Regions from separate parts of the Mus musculus genome. Here regions 1, 2, 3, 4, 5 and 7 are each linked to region 6. The links are chromatin contacts, called in public Hi-C, HiCAR-type, HiChIP or PLAC-seq and promoter capture Hi-C maps. All regions are on one chromosome and are shown on one strand. Each heading gives the region's core, a stretch centred on a gene start, on an enhancer-like site or on the middle of the called end of the contact. The rest is flanking DNA. Distances are from core to core; before and after follow the strand shown. Region 1 holds the start of Nkx2-2os (NK2 homeobox 2, opposite strand). Region 2 overlaps Rin2 (Ras and Rab interactor 2). Region 3 overlaps Cfap61 (cilia and flagella associated protein 61). Region 4 holds the start of BC039771 (cDNA sequence BC039771). Region 5 holds the start of Rin2 (Ras and Rab interactor 2). Region 6 holds the start of Ralgapa2 (Ral GTPase activating protein, alpha subunit 2 (catalytic)). Region 7 holds the start of Nkx2-4 (NK2 homeobox 4).

Region 1 (3,098 bases), core at 253-2,752, 670 kb before region 6:
CTTCCCAGTCTCTGATGCCATATATTTTCTACGGGAGAAATTAAAGCAAAAGACAAGAGAGACGCTTTCTAAAAGCTGGCTAGAGATGTCAACCGGACTTATGGCTCTGGCCGGAGTACCCTGGACTCAGATGGCCCAGAGGACTTGGCTTTGCTCTCTGGAGCAGGGATCCCTGGTCAGGGTCCGGCTAGCAGTAGAGGGTGGAGGAGGCTTGGGGTATAATAGCTCATCCCTGCCCCTGCATGATTGTAAAAAAAAAAGAAAGAAAGAGAGAGAGAGAGAGAGAGAGAGAGAGAGAGAGAGAGAGAGAGAGAGAGAGAGAGAAAGAAAAAAGAAAGAAAGAAAGAAAGAAAGAAGAAAGAAAGAAAGAAAGAAAGAAAGAAAGAAAGAAAGAAAGAAAGAAAGAAAGAAGGAAAGAAAGAAAGAAAGAAAGAAAGAAAGGAAGGAAGAAAGAAAGGAAGGAAGGAAGGAAGAAAGAAAGAAAGAAAGAAAGAAAGAAAGAAAGAAAGAAAGAAAGAAAGAAAGAAAGAAAGAAAGAAAGAAAGAAAGAAAGAGAAAAACTATGTGGTGCGTGCAGCGGCGGGTGTGGGTGTCCATCCAGAAAGTCCGAAAGCAAAAGCGAAAGCCCCCCAAACCTGGTTTACCCCGCCAAGCCCATCAATGCTGGGATTGTGAGGTTTTCCTTTTAAAAATCTGCCCACGTCTCTCCAAAGAGGAAACTGTTTAAGGGGTCCAGAGCCCTTAACCCTCAATGACCGTCCACACTCTGCGCTTCGCACTAAATTCTCCTGAATAGTGGGAACCCCTAGAAACTTATGCCTCAGAGCCCCCGCTGCGCAGACTCTCCTCTGAACCCTAGCAGACCCCGACGGCTTACTCGGGCGGGGATTGCTGCAAAGGCAGCGGGTCTGGGCTGGTCCAGTGGGCCAAGGGCCCACGGAAGAGCCCTGGGACTCCGGGTGACCCAGGTGGCACTTGGCCTCCAGCCGCCTGATGCGCTTCTCTTCCCCCCCCCCCCCCCACCCAGTGCACGGGCTGGCGGCCAGCGCTCCCCCCCAAGACTCGAGCTCCAAATCCCCAGAGCCCTCGGCTGACGAGTCACCGGACAATGACAAGGAGACCCAGGGCGGCGGGGGGGACGCAGGCAAGAAGCGGAAGCGCCGAGTGCTCTTCTCCAAAGCGCAGACCTACGAGCTGGAGCGGCGCTTCCGGCAGCAGCGGTACCTGTCGGCGCCCGAGCGCGAGCACCTGGCCAGCCTCATCCGTCTCACGCCGACACAGGTCAAGATCTGGTTCCAGAACCATCGCTACAAGATGAAACGTGCCCGGGCGGAGAAAGGTATGGAGGTGACGCCTCTGCCCTCGCCGCGCCGTGTGGCAGTGCCGGTCTTGGTCAGGGACGGCAAACCGTGCCACGCGCTCAAAGCCCAGGACCTGGCAGCCGCCACCTTCCAGGCAGGCATCCCCTTTTCCGCCTACAGCGCGCAGTCGCTGCAGCACATGCAGTACAACGCCCAGTACAGCTCGGCCAGCACCCCCCAGTACCCGACAGCACACCCCCTGGTCCAGGCCCAGCAGTGGACTTGGTGAGCGCCGCCCCTCCAAGACTGGAGGCCTTAGGCCCTGGCCCCACCCCAGCGGCGCCGGTGGCGAGGAGGACTCGATCCTTACCACGGTTGTTATTATTATTATTATAATTATTATTATAGAGTCGAGTCTGACTTTCGACTCAGTTGAGGAGGCACAGGGAGGTTGCCTGTGCCTCCCCGAGTGGCAGATTCCATTGACTCTGCCCCATCGCTCTCCCCTTTGAACTTTTGGAGAGGATAGAACTCTAAGCCGTGTTTACAGAATGTTTGTGCAGCTTTGCTTCTTTGCCTCTCTCTCCCTGAGGGGACCAAACCATCCCAACGTTAACGTTGTCACTTGAAAAGAGAAAGGACCAACCGGCCCCCACCCCACCCCACCCCCGCACTGCTTTCGTGAATTTTGTAAACTATGTTTGTGTGAGTAGCGATATTGTCAGCCTTCTAAAAGCAAGTGGAGAACACTTTAAAATATAGAGGATTTCTTTTTTTATAAGAAAATGCTAAATATTTATGGCCATGTACACGTTCTGACAACTGGTGGCAAATTTCGCTCTTCGTTGTAAATATCGCTAGTGATCGTTGCCAAATGACGTTCTGGATGGGCCTGTATCCCCACCGGGCCTGCCTCTCTTTGTCGTTTGTTTTCGGTGGGTTATGTTTGAGTTGCAGCGGGTTTTTATTTTTATTTTTATTTTTATTTTTAATTTGTTCAGTGCAAACATTTTTCAACTATGAAAAAGGAAAATATGTGTAGGGAACTCACCCCCGGGCCCCCTTTTTCGTCTCCTGAGCATCGGAGCTTGGAACTCAGCAGTTTCACGTGGTTTCCCCAAGAGCGCCGGGCGCTGAAAGCTTTCGATTTTTTTAAATAAGAATTTTAATAAAAATCCTGTGTTTAAAAAAACAAACAAACACAAAACCAAGCCCAGTTCTTGAGTTTGTTACTTTCCCTCCCGGGCCGAGTTGGAAGGGGCGTCAACCTCAAATCTGGAGCCTAGGGCTGTATTCTGGGCTAGTTCTGGCGTTTCCTCTCGCAGCGCAGTGGCCGCGGGGTTATCCAGACAGTGGAGGAGTGCACGGGATAGGCCTCAGGCGGGCTGACCCAAACGATTCCGCGCAGGACCAGAGCAGCTTGGCCTTCAGCCTGCTAGCCAGTGGTCCAAAGTCCTTGTTGGCCTGGCGCTCTCCGGCTTCTGTGCACTCTCTGAATCCCCAACAGGGGGAGGGAAAGTGACTTTGGGTAGCGCCAAACAAGGAAAGCAAGCCCCCCTCACTCGCCCAAATCTCTGAGTGGCTCCTTCAGCCTGAAAAGCTGTTGAAACCACTACACTTGATGGCTATCACTTTGTTAAGTTTAATTTACCTCTGGCTAAGGGGACGGGGGGGGGGGGTCTGAGATTGAGTCTGATGGCTTTCTCTTTGCACCACTTTCTCAATATCTGCGTACCAAGTTGAGGCCTAGTTGACCTCTTCGAGTCCTGAGCGCTGGGATGAAGGGCGGGAGAGCTA
Region 2 (3,276 bases), core at 336-2,835, 620 kb after region 6:
TTATGGCCAGTTTTAGGGTACATGGTGAAACTTGTCTTAAACATCAAATGACATCAACAAAATGTAAAATGAAGAGTACTGATACCCTTCGGATCTCTGAGTGAGTTCCTGGTGGGTGTGTGTGTGTGTGGGGGGTACAGGTGGGAGTGAGGAGTGGTGGGTAGCCGTGCGTGTGCAGTGCATGCTGGGTATCGAACACAGGACCAAGAGTATGTTACACAAGCCCTGTATTATCAAGCTACACTCCTAACTCCAAATATGCTTCCCTCTTTTTGTTTTGTTTTGTTTTGTTCTTTTAAACTCCCTATGGTTCCTTCCCCAACAGAGTCAATATTCATGTGGAAGTCTGGGCCAGCTGCTACCCACTCATTGATGCTAAAACACAGACCCTTTTCAGTATGGAACATGTTTCCTGAAACAAATGCCAGTTCTTCCCTCCCTCTCCTTTCCCGCCATCTGCTTGTGATTCGGCACTGTAATGTGACTTGTGGAGAAGGTCATCTTCCCCACACGACTAAGGATCACCAAATGGCAAACAACATTTGGGTCTCAAATTTACCCATACTCGAATGGTCTGAAAACAGAGAGTCGCCATTTTGTTCTCAGACACTTCTGGGCAATTACACCACGTGTCCCACATAGACAGATCCCCACCTGTGTGAGTCTTCCCAGACACCTGAGGGTAGAGCCAGGCTCCTAAACACCACAGGCCCCTTTTATTTCATGTTTCTTCCAGAAGAGGAAGGTCAGAGCTGCTAGGGCAGTGAGGCTGCCTTTGTGAATGGAAGCAGTCAGGCCCAGCTTCCTTCCTTTAGTTTGCATTTGCTTGTAGATTTAAAGTAACTTCCACATGATACAAACAACCTTAACAATTTCCATTTCTTTCTTTTTTTTCTGTGTCCCTAAGGGGGTCATAGTTGGCAGTCTGTCCAACATCAAAAACAAAATTCCTTCCTCTGGCTGCCATTCAAGATATTTTTAGGTCTGGAAGTGCACCCTCCTCTCCCTCCGTCCAGCATGTATATTTTTACTCTGCTCTTACCCTATCCAAACTCCACCAGGGCCTGTTTCCTGACAAACTGAGAAGTGAGAAATGCCTGCGTGGGGGGAAAACTGAAGACACATGTGTTGAAACTCTGCCAGGGAAGCATTGCCCAATGACAAACCAGGGCAAGTCTTGTGATGTTTTCTTCTGCTCATTCTAGCTTTTCTGACTCTGCTCTCACGGGGCCTGCTCGAACTGCCTAATTTGGATGTCGTGACCCGCTTTTAATCTAAGAGGAGTACCTCAGCCTAAGGACAGCCTCATCGTCTAAATTTGCAGAGTTGGGAGGGCAACTGGACAGATGTCGCGAGCAGTGTCTCTTCGCTCCAAACATTGAAAGCAAGCTCAGTCAGCCTTCCTTCTGGTCTCTGAAGTAGCTATCTTATGGATATCCCAGAAACCCTCTGAACTTCCCTTCTCCCTATCCACAGGGATGCAATGGGCACTTAGCAGTCGCATGGCTGCAATCCCCAGAACACCCAGCAGAGGATCAGGCCTGCGATGCTAGCAGATTTTGCAATCCTAACTCTCAGCCAGGATACAGCAGAGGTTGCCTAAGGACAGGGAGGAGTTGTCTGCAGGACCCTGCCTGGCTCTGAGTTCAGATCAGTTGTGATTTGCTCTGGAGCCATCTAAGCCAAGTACTGGGCTGGATAATCGTGCAAATACTTGTGGGCCATGGACCAACTGTTCTCTTCGCTTTTTGATTTCTGTTCCATTGGTCCATAAGCTTTGGAGCAGTGTCCTATTTGCTCTTCAAAACTACCAGATCAACGTGGAGTTCATGGTTGTGTACTGTGTGCATGCGTACACATGTGTGTTTGCGCCCCTGGATGTTTGAAACAGGGTCTCACTATGTAGCACAGCTTGCCTGCAACTCACAGAGATCCATGTGCCTCTGCCTCCTGGGTGCTATGGTAAAAGGCAGAGGCCACCAAGCCCCAGCCACTGTCATGTACACTTGCACAGCATCTTTGGGTACATGATTATATTCTGACTCAAACAAATAGCTGCCACCACCACCACCAACAACAAAAAAGACAACTGAAGAATATTGCAAAAATTATTTTACATAGGATTATTGTACAGTATTACAATGTATTATGTGCAAAATTCCATTGAAAATCATTTACAAAAGGAAGCACAACCCAGCATGTGCCAAGGGAGGGTTCTGGGACAACAAAAGCCTTGTACAGGGTACGAGGTCCTCCAGATCAGATGCCTGAACATCCTTACACAGGATAGTAACATGGCTTTCTGCTTTTGTTTTGCAATGATCTGTATTACACTGATGTATGACCCTTCTGGAATACGTGTGTCCATAAACTCATCTTATACAACATAAGTCTAACTTCACCATACATCCATGTTTTCTGCTTGTTTTGCTCATTATTTGTCACACTGAGGATGGAACCCAGCATGCTAGTGTGTGAATGTTAGCTCTACCATGCCCCAACCAAATACAGAAGGTTTGTTTTTTGTTTTGTTTTGTTTTTGGTTTGGTTTTGGTTTTAGTGCATTCTCTCCCCATCAACATCTCATTGAACTCAACTAAACTCGTATTATACATGACTTGGTTTCTGCCTCCAAATAAATGGATGTCCTTAGTGTCGGCTTACAAAATGGGTCAGAGGGATCGTTATCCTTGATTTACTTTTCCCCAAAGCAGATAGCATATGGAACAGATCTTTGTCAAAGCTCACCGCAGCACATATTTTACAGTACTGACTCCTTTTCCAACGTCTTGCGAAGAGCCTGAACCTGCAGACTACATTCCTCAGTCCCCCCCTTAGAGTCTGTGTTTCTCTCTCTACCTCTCTCTACATTCATTTCTCTTCTAATTCTCAGCCTCGATTGCTTAAAAACATAAACAGACACCAGCACTAAAAGTGAACAATGTAACAATACACCGCTAAAAGTGAACAATGTAACAACAATGTAACAACAGTACACCCGATTTTTCAAAGGCAGCCTGTGGCCAGCGTCAGGGATTTCTTTAAGACAACCAGAAGTCTCTCCCCACAAATTTGCCGAAAATATCCAGTTATAGAAGAGAGATTATCTATGAGGCGTCTAAAATGCAGTACTCTCAAATCCAGCAAGAGATTTATCTTCAAATATTAAATGTTAAATCACATGCATACTTATAGAATATTTTAAAAGTTACAAAAATATTTTAAAAACCAATCCTGACAGTTTACCTGCAACTGCTATAAAATTTTCTATGAAAT
Region 3 (3,120 bases), core at 288-2,787, 560 kb after region 6:
CATCAAGAACAGTGTCTCAACATAGGACAGGGCAACATAAAAGTTGTTGCCAACTATATGTTTCTTTTTCATCCTCTTGCAGCGGAGGCGGGAGAAGTACCCTTTCCTTTCCAAGATCTCTTGTGCCCTCTAGTGGTCTTCTTATGGAAATTAACTTCCATCCTTTACATGGTCCTTTCTAGAACTTTAAAACTGGTGTTTAGAGTCAGTTAACTTCGGATCATTGGAAAATGTGATCTTTTTAAGTGAGGTGGATTTTAAAATTCCAGACGTTCTGAGTGATTAGAAGGGCTTCAAAGCATGCAGCAGGCCATGTAAGTTCCCATCATCCAGACCGCTGGGGTCCATGTGCCAATCTTGACAAAGGCAATCTACAGCTCCTGGAGGACTGTCCACCAAACCATGTCTGGCAGGGGGACTGGTGACAAATTTCCCGGGGCACAAGAAAAGCCCCGGCTAAATGCTGTAATTGTTCTACATTTCCTTTTAAAATGGGCCTGGATCCTCTTAACTTAGAGGTCAAAACATCAAATCCCCAGGAGCTGCTTAGAAGTCAAACTGGAAAAAAGCGTGAGACCATCAAATGTCTCGTAAAACTAACTTCTGGGGCTGGAGGGGTGGCTCAGTGGTTAGGAGTGCTGGCTGCTCTCCCAGAGGACCCGGGTTCAATTCCCAGCAACTACACCATTGCTCACCACCATCTGGAACTCCAGCTCCAGTGGACCCAATGCCTTCTTCTGGTACCAGGTATGCACATGGTGCAGGGACATACATTCAGAACTTTGTCTATTAAAAAGTAACTGCCTCAGGAAATGAAAGGTAGGTCTTTGTTGTTGTTTGGGTTTTTTGGTTTGGTTTCGTTTGGTTGGGTTTGTGTAACAACCCTGGCTTTCATGGAACTTAATTTGTGGGCCAAGCTGGCCTTGAGAAAGGTCGTTTTTAAAAACAAAACAAAACAAAAAAGCTTGTTTTAAATGTTTTCTTTTTGCCTTTTAAAGGTTAAAGTCTTAAATTTGTATTAATACAAATGATACACACTTGTGAGATGTGTGTGATGATTTTGGTACAAGTGTGCAACTGTAACAATCAAATCTGAACACATCTTTATCTCCTAAAACATTTACAGAGCTCCTGATTTCCTCTCTCCTGATAAAGAAAATTTTCATCTATTTGAGTCCACATGATTAACTGTAGTCATCTTTAAATAGGCAGGATGCCAGGCAGGAAACCTCAAGCTACTTCACAACACTACCAGACAGCATATAACCCTTCTCTTGACTTAGTCTTCCTTAAACCCACAAGGACCCGGAAAAGAAACCCCTCTACCACCACCGCTCCAAGGCCAAGCCAGTCTTTCTAAGCCGGGAACATCTCACGTCCACCACCGAAGATTAATTGAGCACACTGTAGTTTTTAAAGGTGTGTCCAGTAGCAGCTTTGCTTTGTTTCCAACATAATGAAAGACAGGGAAGAGTAACTTCCTTAATTAGTGTCTGAGTAGAAGGGCAGATTACAGCATCGTTTTCCACGCGGCTAAATCAAAGAGACAGGAGAAGGGATTACGGTGTTCATTCATTTGGTTCTGAATATGTTGCTAGTTAAATAGCGGAGGGCTAATTACATCCCCAAACCCTTCCCTGGTTTACTGTCTTAAGAACTGTGTTCATCACCATTAATTATCAGTGCAAGTGGCTACTGATGAAACAGATGTCAAATGTGGAGAAAATAAGAGTAATGTGGTGGCTTAAGAGGCGTGCGGCCACGCCTACTCCACCACGCTGTGCAATAATGCCTTTGTGTTTCTAGTGCTCTTAAGGGGGTAGGGTCCACACAAAGTTTCAAGATTTTAGACCCACAAGTTCTAAAACTCCAATCTGTTCATTTTGGATAGGGGGTTTTAAAAACGTTACATTTCTTTTTTTTTTTCTTTAATTTATTTATTTAATACATGTGAGTACACTGTAGCTGTCTTCAGACACTCCAGAAGAGGGAGTCAGATCTCATTACAGATGGTTGTGAGCCACCATGTGGCTGCTGGGATTTGAACTCAGGACCTTTGGAAGAGCAGTCAGTGCTCTTAACCGCCGAGCCATCTCTCCAGCCCTACATTTCTATACCTTCTTCAGGCAAAAGCATTGTCTGTGTCACTGTCTCCACCTGAACTCACTACTGTGCCCTCCTCTTATTGCATATGCCCCCTCCTCGTCTCTTTACACTGGGACAACATCCCCCTTGGGATTTGGTCCTTCGGATTTTCTGTGGTGTGAGCAAACAGAACAGTTAAGCCATCAAAGGCTGATGATCACGACAAGTTATCTAAAGGTTTATTTCTAGCTTTGTGGGCCCCCACTGGAAGGCCATAGCCCATGCTACAAAGTCTTAAGAGAGGAAAATGGGAAAAAAGAAAGAAAGAAAAGGAGAGGATGAGAAGCCAAGGGAGAAATTGAGATGGGATAGGAACTATCGATTGCTGTAATTGAGGGTTAGTACTATCAACTTGACAATATCTCTAGCATCATTGAAAGGTAACTCTCTGGTCACAGCTGTGAGAGACTATCCAGGTTAGGTTAGTCTCTGGACACAGCTGGAGAAGGTTATCTTGATTATATTTATGGAGGTAGGAAGCCCTGCCCACAGTGGGTGGCACCATTCCCTAACTGGGATCCTGGATTGTATAAACCTAGAAAGAGAGCCAGGCAGTAACAGGAGTTCCTGCTGTCTTCTGTTACAGTGTAACCACTGCTTCAAGCCCCTGCTGCCTTACTTTGCCACGCCTGGCTGTAGTCTTCAACTGTGAACTAGAAGGATCTTTTCCCCTTAATTTGCTTTGTCAGGGTATTTTATCACAGCTGCCTAGGAGCCAGGTGCTAGACTGAGGACAGCTTTTGTCTTTTCTCCTGTTTACCTATATCCTCAACAGGAGGGAGGGTACCAGGGAGTATGTCCACAAAGAAATTACCTTACTAAAAGGAATAAAAAATGGATCATTTTGATAGGCTGCTCGTGTGCATGGCACTTTGAGCACTGTATTTATAAACAACTTTTCTAATGGAAAAAAAAATGTCTTGGAGAACATGAGTAAGTCTTACTATTCCTCTGGAAAATGATAATTCATAATAT
Region 4 (3,132 bases), core at 536-3,035, 810 kb after region 6:
GACTGTGGCTCCATGGAAGATCTAGACTGAGGCACCCAAGAGATGGCTGTGGAATCACAATCTATTGATAACACTGTATCCAGAAAATGGAACATTAACAATGAGGAAGCTAAAGGTCAAAAGAGTCCAGGCCACTCTCTGACATTCTGCTCAGAAATTCTGGGTGCCGCTCTTAATAAGACTGTGATAAACCTGAACCATCCAAAAGTGTACAGAAACAAAAGATGTGGCCATATTTAGAAAAACAGGTTTGATAGCTACTGAAATGGTTTGTTTCAAAAAAGAAAAAAAAAGGTTCCTTTCTCATTGAAATGGAATTATTCTTGGTCTGTAACATGAAGAGGTTTGTCTGGGACCAAGAGATTGAAATTGGAGGAGGGGCAATTTGAGACTGGAGGTGAGGAATCCTGTGCCAGCACTTAAGATGGAAGAGATTTCTTTCTCATCAAAGATAAAAGTGGAGACTGGACCTCAGCACCAGAGGATGCTACAGGCAGAATGAAGTGAATGAGAAGGACATGACGACTTAGGTCAAATGTCCCTGTCACTCTGGTGACCCCGCAGGAGAAAACAGATTGGAGCAATAGACAAAAGGTGACAAAGACATTTTCAGAGAGCAGGCCACTGAAACCCCAGGGAAGATGTCTGAAGGTACAGGTGTTGGTATGAGGAAATCAGCTAGTTGTAATTATCTAGCTTTATAGCAGGTGTTAATCACTGGTAAGGTAAAACCAACGTTGAGTGGCAAGCAGGGATCCCACCAGGACCGGGAATAGGGGTCATTTACATAATATTTCGATCAAGAAGCTGCCTTAATTATGCCTGCGTCCTTAGAACAAGAGTGAAATGGAATGTAAAAGTTACACACTAACTTATTTAGCAGAAGTAAGTTGAAGCCAAGAGGGCATTCAGACGGCGCTGAGAGAGCAAGTGAGATTATTAAAGCAATTAATGCCACAGAACCCCCTGCACTGTCCTGAGACAAGGCAAAAGGAGTCCGGAGGGCAAAGCTCTACCCATCGGAGGCTCCATCCTGTGAGGATGCCTAACTTGAAGGGGTTCCCTGGGCCTCAGAGGCAACTTGCTCAGGGAAGTGTTTCCTTGGGATTAGCACGCTGGTTGCATCTAAAGTTGGCAGCAAAACTTGCCAGCACTGCCCACATGGGTAGTTACACAGTCTGCTTTCCTAAGGGACCTTTGAGACAATTTCCTGGCAGTTATTCTTGTCTCTAATCTCAACGCTGTCCCGACTCTAGGCTCCAGACAGGTGTGCATGCCTCTGAGAAGCCCCAAGGCACAGTGGCCAGGGTTCACATCTGCTGGGTCATCATATCCATCTGCACCAAGCCACATTCTAAAGAACATACGATTAAGGACCCGCCTAGAACCAAGTTCCATTTCCCTAGCTGCTGGAAGATCTACATCTCAAAGAGGCGGGGCTTCACTAAGTTTAATGTAGATGAATTTGAAGACGAGGCGGCTGAGAAGTGGTTTGTTCCAGCAAGCTATGGAGTCAAAGATGTCCTCAACTGCAGCCTCTTGGAGAAGTGGTGGGCCCTGCATAACCAAGGGCTTCTACTATGCTCACCTATACCCTACCGAATTTTGTTCAGTAGTAAATCTCACATCCAGTCTGGAAGAAACCAATCAGTCATACCTCTGTGCAATGTACTACAGATTCCTGCATCCTTTCACCTTTGTCTCAGGCATGGACGTAGTGAATGGTTCTAACAATCTGTCCCACATCTTTTGCCAAAAGCCATGGAGAGTTAAACCTTCCCAGCTACAAAACAGAAAGACAAAAGGAAAAGGAAGTCATTTAAAAATATCTCAATTCTTCTTCAGGGGAAAGGTTAGTTTATAAGCCAAGTCAAAGAAGGACATAATTCTTCTCCAAAATCGACATGTTCTGTACTGTCAGCTTCTTCGAGAACTGTCCAAAACAAAAAACGAACATAAAAGGTTGTTAAGTAAAGCTGCTGTTTTTCTCTGGAACTCGTTTTTATTCCTTAAGGATTTATTCATCCTAATTATCCATTGTTGTGTAATAAGACCACAAGACTCGGTGGCTTAAAACAATACTCATTTCCTTATTGCCATGGTTTCTCAGGGTCTGGAATTCCAGAAGAATTTAGCAGAGCAGTTCTGGCTGAGAGTGTCGGATGAGGCCATGGCCAGATGGTAGCTGGAGTTAGAATGTGGGGTTGGGGGGTGAGAGGAGGCATGGCCTGGCAGCTGGCAAGCAGTAGGTCGCTTCTCCATGTAGCTCGGACTTTGTCATCGGCCTCTCTGGCTAAGGTTGGCTTCCTCATAGCATGGTGGCCTCGGAACAACCTAACTGCTTAGAGGATGCAGCTCACAGATGTAAGAAGAATGAACCAGGAAGCAGAAGGGACATCACTGGATCTTTTCCTTTTCAATTTATCCTCAGAAGAAATGTGGCAAAATTCCTCTTCCATCCTAGCAGGTACAAGTAGACACAAAGCCCCATAGGCTTGAGGGGCAATAGCTAAGACTTTTCATCTTGATGGGCCAGTGGCCAGGAGAACACCTAGGCTGGATGGTGGCTGCTGTTCAACTCTATTGGAAAACTACTCTCGGCCCCACAGCCCAAGGTTAACAACAACTGCAAAGTCCCACATACAAGAGGACTATAAATCCACTCTCATTTTTCCTTTCTAAGTCCATTATTATCATCACCATTTTATGTGTCTGAGTGTTTTGCCTGCATGTATGTCTGTGCAGCACTTGCATGTTGGACACTTGGGGAGGACCTTACACGCCCTGGAACTGGAATTACAGATGGTTGTGAACTGCTCCCTGGGTGCTGGGAATCAAACCTGGATCCTCTGAAAGAGAATTTAACCACAGAGTTCTCTCTGTAGCCTCCCTTGGGGGGGGGGGGGGGAAAGATTGATATTGTGTGTGTGTGTTTACACCTAAGAGATGATAACAACATTTATGATGGGAAATGCTTTGACTTTCAAACTCTATTTTCTTCAGGCTGTAGCTCTGCTTAGTACACTTCTGCTTCCTGGGTTTGCACCACATTTCTTTTCTGACCATTAGTTAGATCCGGTGCAAGCAAGGGCAGCGCCTGGGTGGCTGACTGGGTTTCCTGATTCAAGCACG
Region 5 (3,052 bases), core at 147-2,646, 730 kb after region 6:
CACTGATGAGACTCTTGGCCCTCGTTTCAGCAATAAGCTCAATAAAGCTTGCTCTATCAACAAGGTTTCTGATGGATTTTCTAGGGTCAACCTCTGACATATGATCAGTCTCAATCTCTTTGGAAATAGAAAACACAGATACACATACATACACAGATACACATACATACTTATGAACACTTAAGGGCTTTGGATTTACTAACCACAAGCACTCCCCCCACCCCCCTTCTCAGTAATAAAGCAATAAGGTTTCCTTGGTGCGCCTCCTCTGGGGACAAGGACCATTGTTTGGGACACCTGACTGCAATACACTTCATGTGCACATTTAACTTCCTTTAGTCTATTCCCCCCCCCCCCAATCCCCAGGGCAGGGGGTGAGGTGTGAGTCAGGATTTTCCAAAATAAATTTGCATTTATTTGAGGATATGAATAAACAGGTCAAAAAGCCACAAAAGGAAAACTAATTTGCAAGTTCACATTAGAAATGGCCATCAAATCTTAAACATACGCACTCCATATAAAATAACCTTAAAAAAAAATCTCTCATTAAACCAGAAAGTTACTTTAGCCCCAGCAATGCCCACGTGAAACAGACAAGCTGTATGACTTTAATCTTGTCTTCCCCTTGCCCCACCATAAGAAACCTTTGAGTGTTTGAGAAACTAACATTTGATCAGCCTAAAGTGAGGTCCTGGAATCATTGTTTTGCTTTGCTTTGCTTTTTCTTCTGCTCTTTAATGATTCAGTCAGACGAATACACTGGTCTCACACCATTAATTTTTTGGAAATCAAAGTCCAGCTTTCATCCTGAAATTCCCTAGCTTAAAAAGCCTGAACAGCACACCACTTCAGAGCCCCTCTAGGGTCTCACCGTGTGGCATCTCTGACCCAGACCCCAGCCAGTGAGGAACTATTAAACCACAAAAGCCCCAGCCCGCTGAGCACCACCGTGCTCACAGGCAAGCTCCCCTGGCCCCAGCTGGTCTAGCCAGCAGGCTTTTAAGCTCCAGCCTGCAGCTTCGGGTGCCTGCAGCTCCTCAGGCTGCCGCGCAGAGGGAGCAGAGCTGAGATCCCAAATCCAGTTAGTTTCCTTTTACCTTAAAGAAACTTCCTCGCTTGTCCAGACCTTGGGCGCCCATGGTCCACGCTGACATTTCCCCCAGCGAGGCTCTACAACATGCCGGGGACTCCTGAAGGTAGAGACATTTTCAATGGTTAGTGGAGCCTGTAGGAAATTCCTTTCTAAGCCACAGAGCACTCACAACAACAGTCCTGCCAAGATCTTTTTCCGTCAACAACATTGTGCCATTTATTTCCCACCAAAGCCCTTACATCTCCTTTCAGCCCGGTTTCCTGCCGCGGCCAGCACTCTTCCTAGACTGTGCCCCACCTCGCTGCCCCACCCCCTCTGCCAGCAGCTGACGTAGAAGGTCTTCAGGACTTCAGGGAGCATAAAGATGGCTTTGTGTGTTTGCTTGACCCCAAGCTGAAGTCCAAAAGGAACCAATATTAGTTGTCCCCATAATCTGCTGTGAAAGCTTATAGATTTCATATGGCAGATCGCAGAAGAATGGATCCCTCTATGTCCCAGGAAATCCTGCTGTTAGGGAGTGAGGTCAGCATTCCCTCAGTTAGCTCTCCTCCCGGGCAGGCAAGGTCAGCAGAAGGGCACTAGGGAGAAATCCCTCTGTTTTTTCCCCCCTTAGAAGCCAGTGGGACTGGGATGCAGCCCAGAGAGTCAGTGTTTACAGAGCTCATTTGTGTAAGGGGACGCATGTAAACAGCTCCAGGATCATCCAAGGGCTTGGGCTCACTTTGGAACACAGAGGAAAAATTTAAAGGCAGGATAACAACATGGTCCTGAATCATCGCCGAGACTATCATGCTTGGAATTTCCCTTCCTAGGACAGAAACCAGTAATATCTGCACACACCCTGCAAAGACTTCCATCTTCATTTCAGTCTTAGCTGGGTACACACACCTGGTGCAAGAGACCTGGCTGAGACAGGTGTGTCTTGGGGTGGCAAGGGAAGTCCCCAAAGCCTTACTTACCCAGTGAAACTGTACAGCCAGTGAAACTGTACAGGTTTAAACAGAAATCTCACAAAGGGCTGGCTCTCTCTCTCTCTCTCTCTCTCTCTCTCTCTCTCTCTCACACACACACACACACACACATACACACACACAAACATGCCTTTCAACCCACTTGCTATAACATGTACAAGCCAGGGCATATTGCAGACACAAGCAACACAGAAAGTAGGAAGTGCAAACATCACTTGAATCACTAAGGAATATTAAAAGTGGTTGGGCTGCAGGCATGAAGTGGTGAGGTACCAAAGCCTGGATGACAGAGCCAGCATCAGACACTTGGATGCTGAGGTCAGCGCTAGTGACAGTCTAACAAGGGGAAAGGCAAAGTCTACCAGTGAGCAATGCACAAGTGTAAAAGCAAGAGACTTTGTAGAGATTCCTTTGATGCCCCCCAAACTGTCTCTCAACCCACACCCACAGTGAGCTGTTAGGTTGGACTCAGGTGTGGAATCTCATCTAGGCAAAACAGCATCTCACGCACCTAGCCTTCCTTTCAAAACCTCCTCTAGTTGACTTGTTGCTCCATGTCTTGGTCACTTTCTCTCTGGCATCCTGTTCCATTTGTGATCCTGCTGGGATGAAGGACAGTGATCCAAAACCCTCCTGGAGAGATGGCAAGCTTCACGGCAATCCTGCTGACTCCAGAGGTTCACGCTCCCGGCTCAGCATCGGAGTGGAAGTCCAGCTCCAGGGCCTTTGAAGCCCATCCTTATTAGCAACGTCCATAGACTGGCACCACTCCAGAGGGAAAACACAGCGCTGTGTTCAGAACTGGAGAGGGATGGGAACCCTGGGCAGCAGATGATTAACCGTTTAGACCCAGAAACTCAGACACTTTCACGAAGCACACACTTTAAACAAACCTAAAGCTTGTCTTTTTTTTTTTTTTTTACCTCTGGACATTTTCCTGGCAGGAGATTCCACATAGCCTGGCAGTTCAGGAAATGCTAAGAGAGAG
Region 6 (3,036 bases), core at 235-2,734:
ACTCTTGCCGTAATGTTAGAGACAGCATCACTTCTCTCCCTTACAACAGAATTGGGGAGATTATGGCCTTCATCTATGATGTCATCTGGGGATGCAGGAGGCGCAACAGCTCTCCCATCATCCTAGGCATGGAGATTACATCTCTAGGTCTGTGAGATTTCTGCTGTTAGGTGATCTGTCTGTAGTCTGTTTTGTTTTGTTTTGTTTTGTTTTTTTGGCTAAATACTGTTCCTTTGGGTATATCTTAGTCGTAGCCATGCTATTTTGATAACTCTAAAAATAGAATTTACCAGAACGGAGAAGTTTTTGCATGCTGAGTTGAAATGTGTAGGGCTGCTTTATCATCTTTTTTTTTTTTTAACTTAATGAGTTTATTGAGTGCCTGTAGAGATCAAATACCAAGCTTAATACAAGGGTGTGTACATTTCTAGCACTTTCCTCCACTAGAGAAAAAGACTCTTGGATTATGCCTATTTGGATGAAAAACATGTGATTCTAAGGTGCCTCTTTAGGTACTTGCTAATAAAGCCAAAATATCAAACCTTGGGGATCCAGATGATAATAAACAATTATATAGTCAGTTTTCTGGTAAGAAATCATTTGAGCATCTTCTGTCTTAAAGTCTTGCTTCAGTGAATAGGCATCTGGCCTTAAAAAGCATGTTGGCCCGAGAGTCAGGTCCTTCAGGTTCTATTTCTGGTTCTGTTATTGGATTGCTATGAGGCCTTGCATAACCCAGGAGCTCTATCCGCAAAGCAAGAGGCAAGACTGACCTCTGCACTTGAGATTGGGTTCCAGATGCCTTGGGGACTGAGTGGACCTCACTGGACAACAGGCCCACTCTTCTCTGCTACCAAAGCCATTTATTTACTTTAGTGTGAAATTAGAGATCAGATTTTGACATGGCCACACGTGCTTTGTCTTGCTCCTTAGTGTGAATCCAGAAGTAAAAAAAAAAAAAAAAAATCTAGAAATAGTTTTCAAAATTTAAAAGTCCTACAGCTTTTCTTACTTTGTGTGTGTCTGTGAGAGAGTGGGGGGTTGGGAGGGGTAGGTACGCAGGCCAGGCAGTAGAGGGGAGGGAGTGTGAGTTTCAAGGGTGGCATCTAGCACTCTGGAAAGCAGGTCGCTGCGCTTCGTCTTGTGGGGACTACAGTTCCCGGGAGCACTTGCGGCCCATATAGGGGCGGGAGCTCGCGGTCCTGGTCATATGGAAAACACCGCAATCTGATTGGAGGTCACTGCGCAGACTCGAAGCTGGGCGCGCGTCCCCGCGAGGTTCCTAGCCTCAGGCTCCTAGTGCGTGAACAGTCCGGGATGTGCGCGTGCGTCGCGCCGGAGGGCGGACCAGAGGCACCCGTGGGGCGGGGCCGAGGGTTTCGCATCGACACCGCCTTCCTGCCCCGCCCCTGACCGTTCGGCCCGCCCCTCCTTCCTGGAGCCTCCGCTGAGGCTGAGGCGGCGAGGCGGCCGGGAGGGGGGCGGCTTGTGGCCGGAGCGACACGCGCCCGTCGCGACCCTATGCAGTGACTCGTGCGGCGCAGGCGCCTCCTGCCCCGCCGGCGGGGCCCAGGCTTACCGCGGCGGGATGTTCTCCCGAAGGAGCCACGGAGATGTGAAAAAGTCCACGCAGAAGGTGCTGGACCCCAAGAAGGACGTGCTGACCCGCCTGAAGCACCTGCGGGCGCTGCTGGGTGAGGCGTGGGGCGTGGGCTGTGGGTCAGAGCCACCTGCCGGGAGGGCCGGGTCCCACCCGCGGCGTGGGCCTGATGGGGTCTCAGGTCCGAGTGATGTAGAGAGCTGGGAATGGTGCGCAGCCGACCTTTGCTAGCCTAGATCGGGACCCTTGAGGCATTGTTCCTGAAGGCTGTACGTTGGCCCTGGGCGCTGCTCTGTCGTCCCAAGTGTAAACTTAGCCAGGATTCTCTTTTGGGTGCCTAGCCTCGGGTAACCTCTGTGCCTGAGAGCAGGCACAGAGGTGACTATAAGCTGTCCTCTCCAGGAAATAAACCAAGCACAAGTGGGGCGGGCTTGAACACACACACACACACACACACACACACACACACACACACACACACACGCACACGCAGCCCTACCTCTCTGCCACCTCCTCTCTGCCACCTCCCTCTCCCTCTCCCATTCTAAAAATTTAAATTCTTGACAACTTGGGTTAGACCAATAGCTCATGTGGTCCCATCACAGACTTCGTTGAACTACCATCTCTCACTCACTCTCCTTTTAAAATGTTACTATGTTTGAGTGTAAGACTTTAGGTAGGATTGATTTCAGCTGACCCCAGGACAGATTAGATGTCATTTCTTCTCTCCTGCCCTTCTCTCTTTTAAATTTACATTTTTTGGGGGTTGGGGGAGGGAGGATGGAAGGGTCCGGCTGATAGCTGTTTCCTTGGGTCTTTGGTGTGAAGGGGGCTCTGATCAGAGGAAGCTAGGCTTTCTTTGGGTCCAGGGAGGCAGCTTCTCCCTTATCATCAGAGTGACAACCATTACTCCCTTTTGCCTTCCCTATTCATGGCCTGCAGGGTGGAGGTTCTGCAGAGCCCAAGTGGGCCTGGAATTGACTTGTGATGGCTTGAAAGCTCTCCCCTGTGGGTGTGAAGTGTCCACAGGTTATCTGATGCTGGTGATGTGTAGCTTGGCTAGGCTATGCATTAGTTCTATCTTCTGTCTGTCTGGACAGACTTATCTGTATTTGGGGGCCAAGGAAAAGACAGGTTTCTTCTACATATGTATACTGTTGAAACAATAATAAAAAATTAAAAACCCAGTGTTTTTAAAATTTTAGACCATCTGCCACTTGAGAAAATAGGGCACAAAAGAATTCATTTTATAGGTGAGAATTTTAAGCATTCTTGTTAATGAGATTAAGAGTTGCTAATTATTTCTATTTATATTGTGTAAACTATTTCTGAGTGGGGGATTGGCCAGCCAATCAGCCAACCAATGAACCAACCAAATGCAAAACTCAAAACCATGACTGTTGCCTCAAAACCTACTCCCTTCCCCCTCAAAACCC
Region 7 (3,118 bases), core at 66-2,565, 570 kb before region 6:
TGTCTTTTGTCTTGCACTTACTGTAAGTTCATAAAGTATAAGTTCTTTGTTATGCAGGAACATTTGTATACCAAGAAACGAATTTTTTTTTTTAAAAAATCAGCTTATGGGTTTGAATTTTTTCAAGAGAGCTGTCGTTTTAACCTGCTTTCTGCATCCACATCAACGTTGATACTTTTTAAACAGGTTATTTTCCCAACACCACCAAAAAGATCCATTACAAACAAGTAGACATACTTGAATTCTCTCTCTCTCTCTTTCTCTCTCTCTCTCTCTCTCCCTCCCTCCCTCCATCTTTCCCTCCCTCCCCCTCCCTTCCCTCTTTTTCTCTTTCCCTCATTCTCTCATATCAGGATAGTGACAGAAGAATAAACCCTAAGTCAGATTCTGGGGATGAGGACAAAGAAAATATAGCGGTAATGAAGGTGCAAATTAAATATGAAACTTTTTTAGCAAATACACTTCATCTTGTTCAGTTTCTACCCTGAGAGTAGGAGCACCATACTTACAAGTCAGCATCTCTCTCTCTGCGTGCTGTACCTCTTCTTTGGATTTGTATACTTTGAGCTAATTTGGAAGTGTCCGTTAGGTTGCCTACAAAATGACGCTTTAAAGGATCTAACGATGCATAAATTAGAGAGCCCTACAATGGCAGAGGACGGTCATTGTACCTCTCCTCTTTATGTGCTCTTATGGTGGGACCCAAGAGCCCCCTTTATTTTTAACACTTTAGATGATGGAGCCAGTGAGGGGCTGATAGCTAGAAAGGAAGAGAGCCCTGAAAAGCATCCCCCTCCCAAACTTAACAGCTGTTTGTCCTCCCCCCCCCACACACACACCCACCCCTCGACGTTCTACTGAACTTTGCCACAAAGTCACTTTAGGAAAACTCACAGTCTGCATGAAACAAGCGTGGCTCTTTCAGTGGCCTCTGAGTTTTTATTTCTCTAGGGCTAAAGGTAACCCGGATAGAAGCGCGAAGGATGGAGCTAGAAAGGGGGGCAATCTTTTCCAGAAACACCCAACTGGCCCTTTACCTTTTTTTGCCTCCGTTATCTGGAAGGGGGGTGAGAGAAAAAGATGTCAATGACCATTGTTTGCTCGTTGGGGATGTTGCTCCGCCCCCCGAGTCTGTCGTAAACCTGGCACTGGACTAAAATAAACCCGAGATCCCGCAGCTCGGGGGCTCGCCGCGCCGCGGACAGCTCTCCACTGGCGCTGCCGCCGGGCCGAAGTGGCGGCGGCGGCGACGAGCGGCCGCCGCGTCCCGCCCGCGCCCGCCCCGGGCCCCCCTACCTGGCCGTCCGCCGAGCCATGTCGTTGAGCCCCAAGCACACGACGCCCTTCTCCGTTTCCGACATCCTGAGCCCCATCGAGGAGACCTACAAGAAGTTCGGCGGCGTCATGGACGGTGCGCCGCCCGGCCTGGGGGCGCCCCTGGGGGCCGCTGCCTACCGCGCGCCACCGAGCGGCCCCTCCTCGCAGGCGGCGGCCGTGGCGGCGGGCATGCAGCCGCCCCACGCCATGGCCGGACACAACGCGGCGGCGGCAGCAGCGGCGGCAGCGGCGGCGGCCGCGGCGGCCGCCACCTACCACATGCCTCCCGGCGTCTCGCAGTTCCCGCACAGCGCCATGGGCAGCTACTGCAACGGCGGCCTGGGCAACATGGGTGAGCTGCCCGCCTACACGGACGGCATGCGGGGCGGCGCGGCGGCCGCGGCCACCGGCTGGTACGGCGCCAACACGGACCCGCGCTACTCGTCAAGTGAGCGGGGCCAGACGCGCGGGACTGAGGGCGGGCTGGCGGCGCGGGCTTTTCCCGCCACAGCCGGGGCGCGAGGGTGCTGGCGTCCTGGTCAGCGGCGCCCGAGGGTCGACGCGCGGGGGGTCCTGGCACGCGGCCTCGGGCTCGCGAGGGGTTCTGGGGCCAGGCTGGGGACGCGCGGGGCGGCCCGGGACTCGCGGGGTTTCTCGGGAACCTCCTGGGGCGCACGGGGGTCACCGGGCCCCCGGGTGCGCGGAGGGAGTGGGGCTCGGGCCGCGGCGCTCGTGGGACGCCGCGACCCAGTCGGGGGCCCCGTGCCGTCACTTAAAACGAGCGGGGCGTCGGCGGGAACGGTTCTCGCAGGCCCGGGGCTCACCGGCCGTCCTTCTTGGGCCCCCTCCCCAGTCTCCAGGTTCATGGGGCCGTCGGCGGGCGTGAACGTGGCCGGCATGGGTTCGCTGACCGGCATCGCGGACGCCGCCAAGTCGCTGGCACCGCTGCACGCGGCCGCGCCGCGAAGGAAGCGCCGAGTGCTCTTCTCGCAAGCGCAGGTCTACGAGCTGGAGCGGCGCTTCAAGCAGCAGAAGTACCTGTCGGCGCCCGAGCGCGAGCACCTGGCCAGCATGATCCACCTGACGCCCACGCAGGTCAAGATCTGGTTCCAGAACCATCGCTACAAGATGAAGAGGCAGGCCAAGGACAAGGCGGCGCAGCAGCTGCAACAGGAGGGCGGCCTGGGCCCCCCGCCGCCTCCGCCGCCGCCGTCGCCGCGCCGCGTGGCGGTACCGGTGCTGGTGAAGGACGGCAAGCCGTGCCAGAACGGCGCGGGCACCCCGACGCCTGGCCAGGGAGGCCAGCAGCCGCAAGCCCCGACGCCCGCGCCAGAGCTCGAGGAGCTGTCGCCCAGCCCGCCCGCTCTGCATGGTCCCGGGGGCGGCTTAGCGGCCCTGGACGCGGCCACCGGGGACTACGGCGGAGGCGTGCTCGGCGCCAACCTGCTCTATGGCAGAACGTGGTGATGAGCCCCGAGGGTCTGCCTGCGACTCGCAGGATCCGCCAAGAAACTGCAAGAACGGATGGGGGAAATGTACAGATGCTGACCCTTTAGTGCATGGAGATAAGAACGAATGAGTCACGGAGAGGGTCAGGCTGCTCTGAACCTCTTTACTGGGGGTGGGAGAAGGCAACAGCCCCGGACCGAATAATGTGACACCACACTCTGAGGTGGTGATTTCCCTTCTTTCAGAAGTTCCTAAGTTATGCGGAAGAACTGACTGACGGAATACGCATTCACCACGTTCCTAACCAAAGCTCTCAAGAGTTTTAGAAGTCGGAAACTTTGTTGGTGTTTGT

What was found. Promoter capture Hi-C pulls out the DNA fragments that hold promoters and counts their contacts. A called contact is a pair of places that touch in the nucleus more often than the background predicts. HiCAR-type assays count read pairs that join an accessible place to other places. HiChIP or PLAC-seq counts read pairs in DNA pulled down with a chosen protein or histone mark. Capture Hi-C pulls out chosen DNA fragments and counts their contacts.
Region 1: a Hi-C map of LSK cells shows a contact between it and region 6, with 2.8 times the contacts expected there. The contact joins the promoter of Nkx2-2os here to the promoter of Ralgapa2 in region 6. A contact is called at or near these places in 12 of 39 promoter capture datasets (the 3T3-L1 cell line, 3T3-L1-derived adipocytes, embryonic stem cells and 5 more), 1 of 15 datasets of contacts at CTCF or cohesin (large pre-B cells), 5 of 484 Hi-C or Micro-C datasets (LSK cells, Th1 cells, embryonic stem cells and 1 more), 6 of 115 datasets of contacts at active chromatin or transcription factors (astrocytes, embryonic forebrain, embryonic limb bud and 3 more) and 3 of 9 other capture datasets (embryonic stem cells, embryonic tail and macrophages).
Region 2: an H3K27ac HiChIP or PLAC-seq map of bone marrow-derived dendritic cells shows a contact between it and region 6, with 6 times the contacts expected there. The contact joins the enhancer-like site here to the promoter of Ralgapa2 in region 6. A contact is called at or near these places in 1 of 39 promoter capture datasets (the C10 cell line), 1 of 115 datasets of contacts at active chromatin or transcription factors (bone marrow-derived dendritic cells) and 1 of 9 other capture datasets (liver).
Region 3: a promoter capture Hi-C map of the HPC-7 cell line shows a contact between it and region 6, with 6 times the contacts expected there. The contact joins the enhancer-like site here to the promoter of Ralgapa2 in region 6. A contact is called at or near these places in 10 of 39 promoter capture datasets (the 3T3-L1 cell line, the HPC-7 cell line, frontonasal cranial neural crest and 6 more), 1 of 15 datasets of contacts at CTCF or cohesin (large pre-B cells), 2 of 484 Hi-C or Micro-C datasets (Th1 cells and rod photoreceptor), 6 of 115 datasets of contacts at active chromatin or transcription factors (the 230-238 cell line, astrocytes, embryonic basal ganglia and 3 more) and 2 of 9 other capture datasets (liver and pancreatic islet).
Region 4: a contact with region 6 is called in a promoter capture Hi-C map of adipose tissue. The contact joins the promoter of BC039771 here to the promoter of Ralgapa2 in region 6. A contact is called at or near these places in 2 of 39 promoter capture datasets (the 3T3-L1 cell line and hippocampal neurons) and 1 of 9 other capture datasets (adipose tissue).
Region 5: a contact with region 6 is called in a HiCAR-type map of astrocytes, with 2.6 times the contacts expected there. The contact joins the promoter of Rin2 here to the promoter of Ralgapa2 in region 6. A contact is called at or near these places in 1 of 39 promoter capture datasets (the C10 cell line), 3 of 115 datasets of contacts at active chromatin or transcription factors (astrocytes, large pre-B cells and pancreatic cancer cells) and 1 of 9 other capture datasets (pancreatic islet).
Region 7: a HiCAR-type map of astrocytes shows a contact between it and region 6, with 2.7 times the contacts expected there. The contact joins the promoter of Nkx2-4 here to the promoter of Ralgapa2 in region 6. A contact is called at or near these places in 1 of 39 promoter capture datasets (the 3T3-L1 cell line), 1 of 484 Hi-C or Micro-C datasets (embryonic stem cells) and 1 of 115 datasets of contacts at active chromatin or transcription factors (astrocytes).

Annotation. Positions count from the first base shown.
Region 1 is chr2:147,182,487-147,185,584 of GRCm38.p6, reverse strand. Nkx2-2os (NK2 homeobox 2, opposite strand) reads right to left here and starts at 1,502. Exons shown (of 6, transcript NR_030769.3): 1 at 1,225-1,502. It overlaps Nkx2-2 (NK2 homeobox 2), which reads left to right. Exons shown (of 2, transcript NM_010919.2): 2 at 1,028-2,433. The coding sequence ends at 1,590.
Region 2 is chr2:145,886,435-145,889,710 of GRCm38.p6, reverse strand. Rin2 (Ras and Rab interactor 2) reads right to left here. Exons shown (of 13, transcript NM_028724.4): 13 at 2,095-3,276. The region is part of intron 2 of Gm39954 (a long non-coding RNA gene); the gene reads left to right. Among named protein-coding and RNA genes, the nearest start is that of Gm39954, 6.1 kb to the left of the region's middle. Within about 2 kb of position 1,585, at least 190 of the 459 cell types and tissues checked have an H3K27ac peak or open chromatin away from gene starts, as enhancers often do. A contact at or near this core is called in bone marrow-derived dendritic cells and liver, where this site is marked.
Region 3 is chr2:145,954,643-145,957,762 of GRCm38.p6, reverse strand. All of the region lies in intron 6 of Cfap61 (cilia and flagella associated protein 61), which reads right to left. Among named protein-coding and RNA genes, the nearest start is that of Cfap61, 21 kb to the right of the region's middle. Within about 2 kb of position 1,537, at least 10 of the 459 cell types and tissues checked have an H3K27ac peak or open chromatin away from gene starts, as enhancers often do. A contact at or near this core is called in the HPC-7 cell line and rod photoreceptor, where this site is marked.
Region 4 is chr2:145,699,848-145,702,979 of GRCm38.p6, reverse strand. BC039771 (cDNA sequence BC039771) reads right to left here and starts at 1,785. Exons shown (of 4, transcript NR_033220.1): 1 at 1,658-1,785.
Region 5 is chr2:145,784,460-145,787,511 of GRCm38.p6, reverse strand. Rin2 (Ras and Rab interactor 2) reads right to left here and starts at 1,396. Exons shown (of 13, transcript NM_028724.4): 1 at 1,333-1,396; 2 at 1,098-1,190.
Region 6 is chr2:146,510,452-146,513,487 of GRCm38.p6, reverse strand. Ralgapa2 (Ral GTPase activating protein, alpha subunit 2 (catalytic)) reads left to right here and starts at 1,484. Exons shown (of 41, transcript NM_001033348.3): 1 at 1,484-1,694. The coding sequence starts at 1,589.
Region 7 is chr2:147,083,542-147,086,659 of GRCm38.p6, reverse strand. It overlaps Nkx2-4 (NK2 homeobox 4), which reads left to right and starts at 1,315. Exons shown (of 2, transcript NM_023504.1): 1 at 1,315-1,765; 2 at 2,171-2,784. The coding sequence starts at 1,315. The coding sequence ends at 2,784. Gm34889 (a long non-coding RNA gene) reads right to left here and starts at 1,121. Exons shown (of 4, transcript XR_001783500.2): 1 at 1,038-1,121.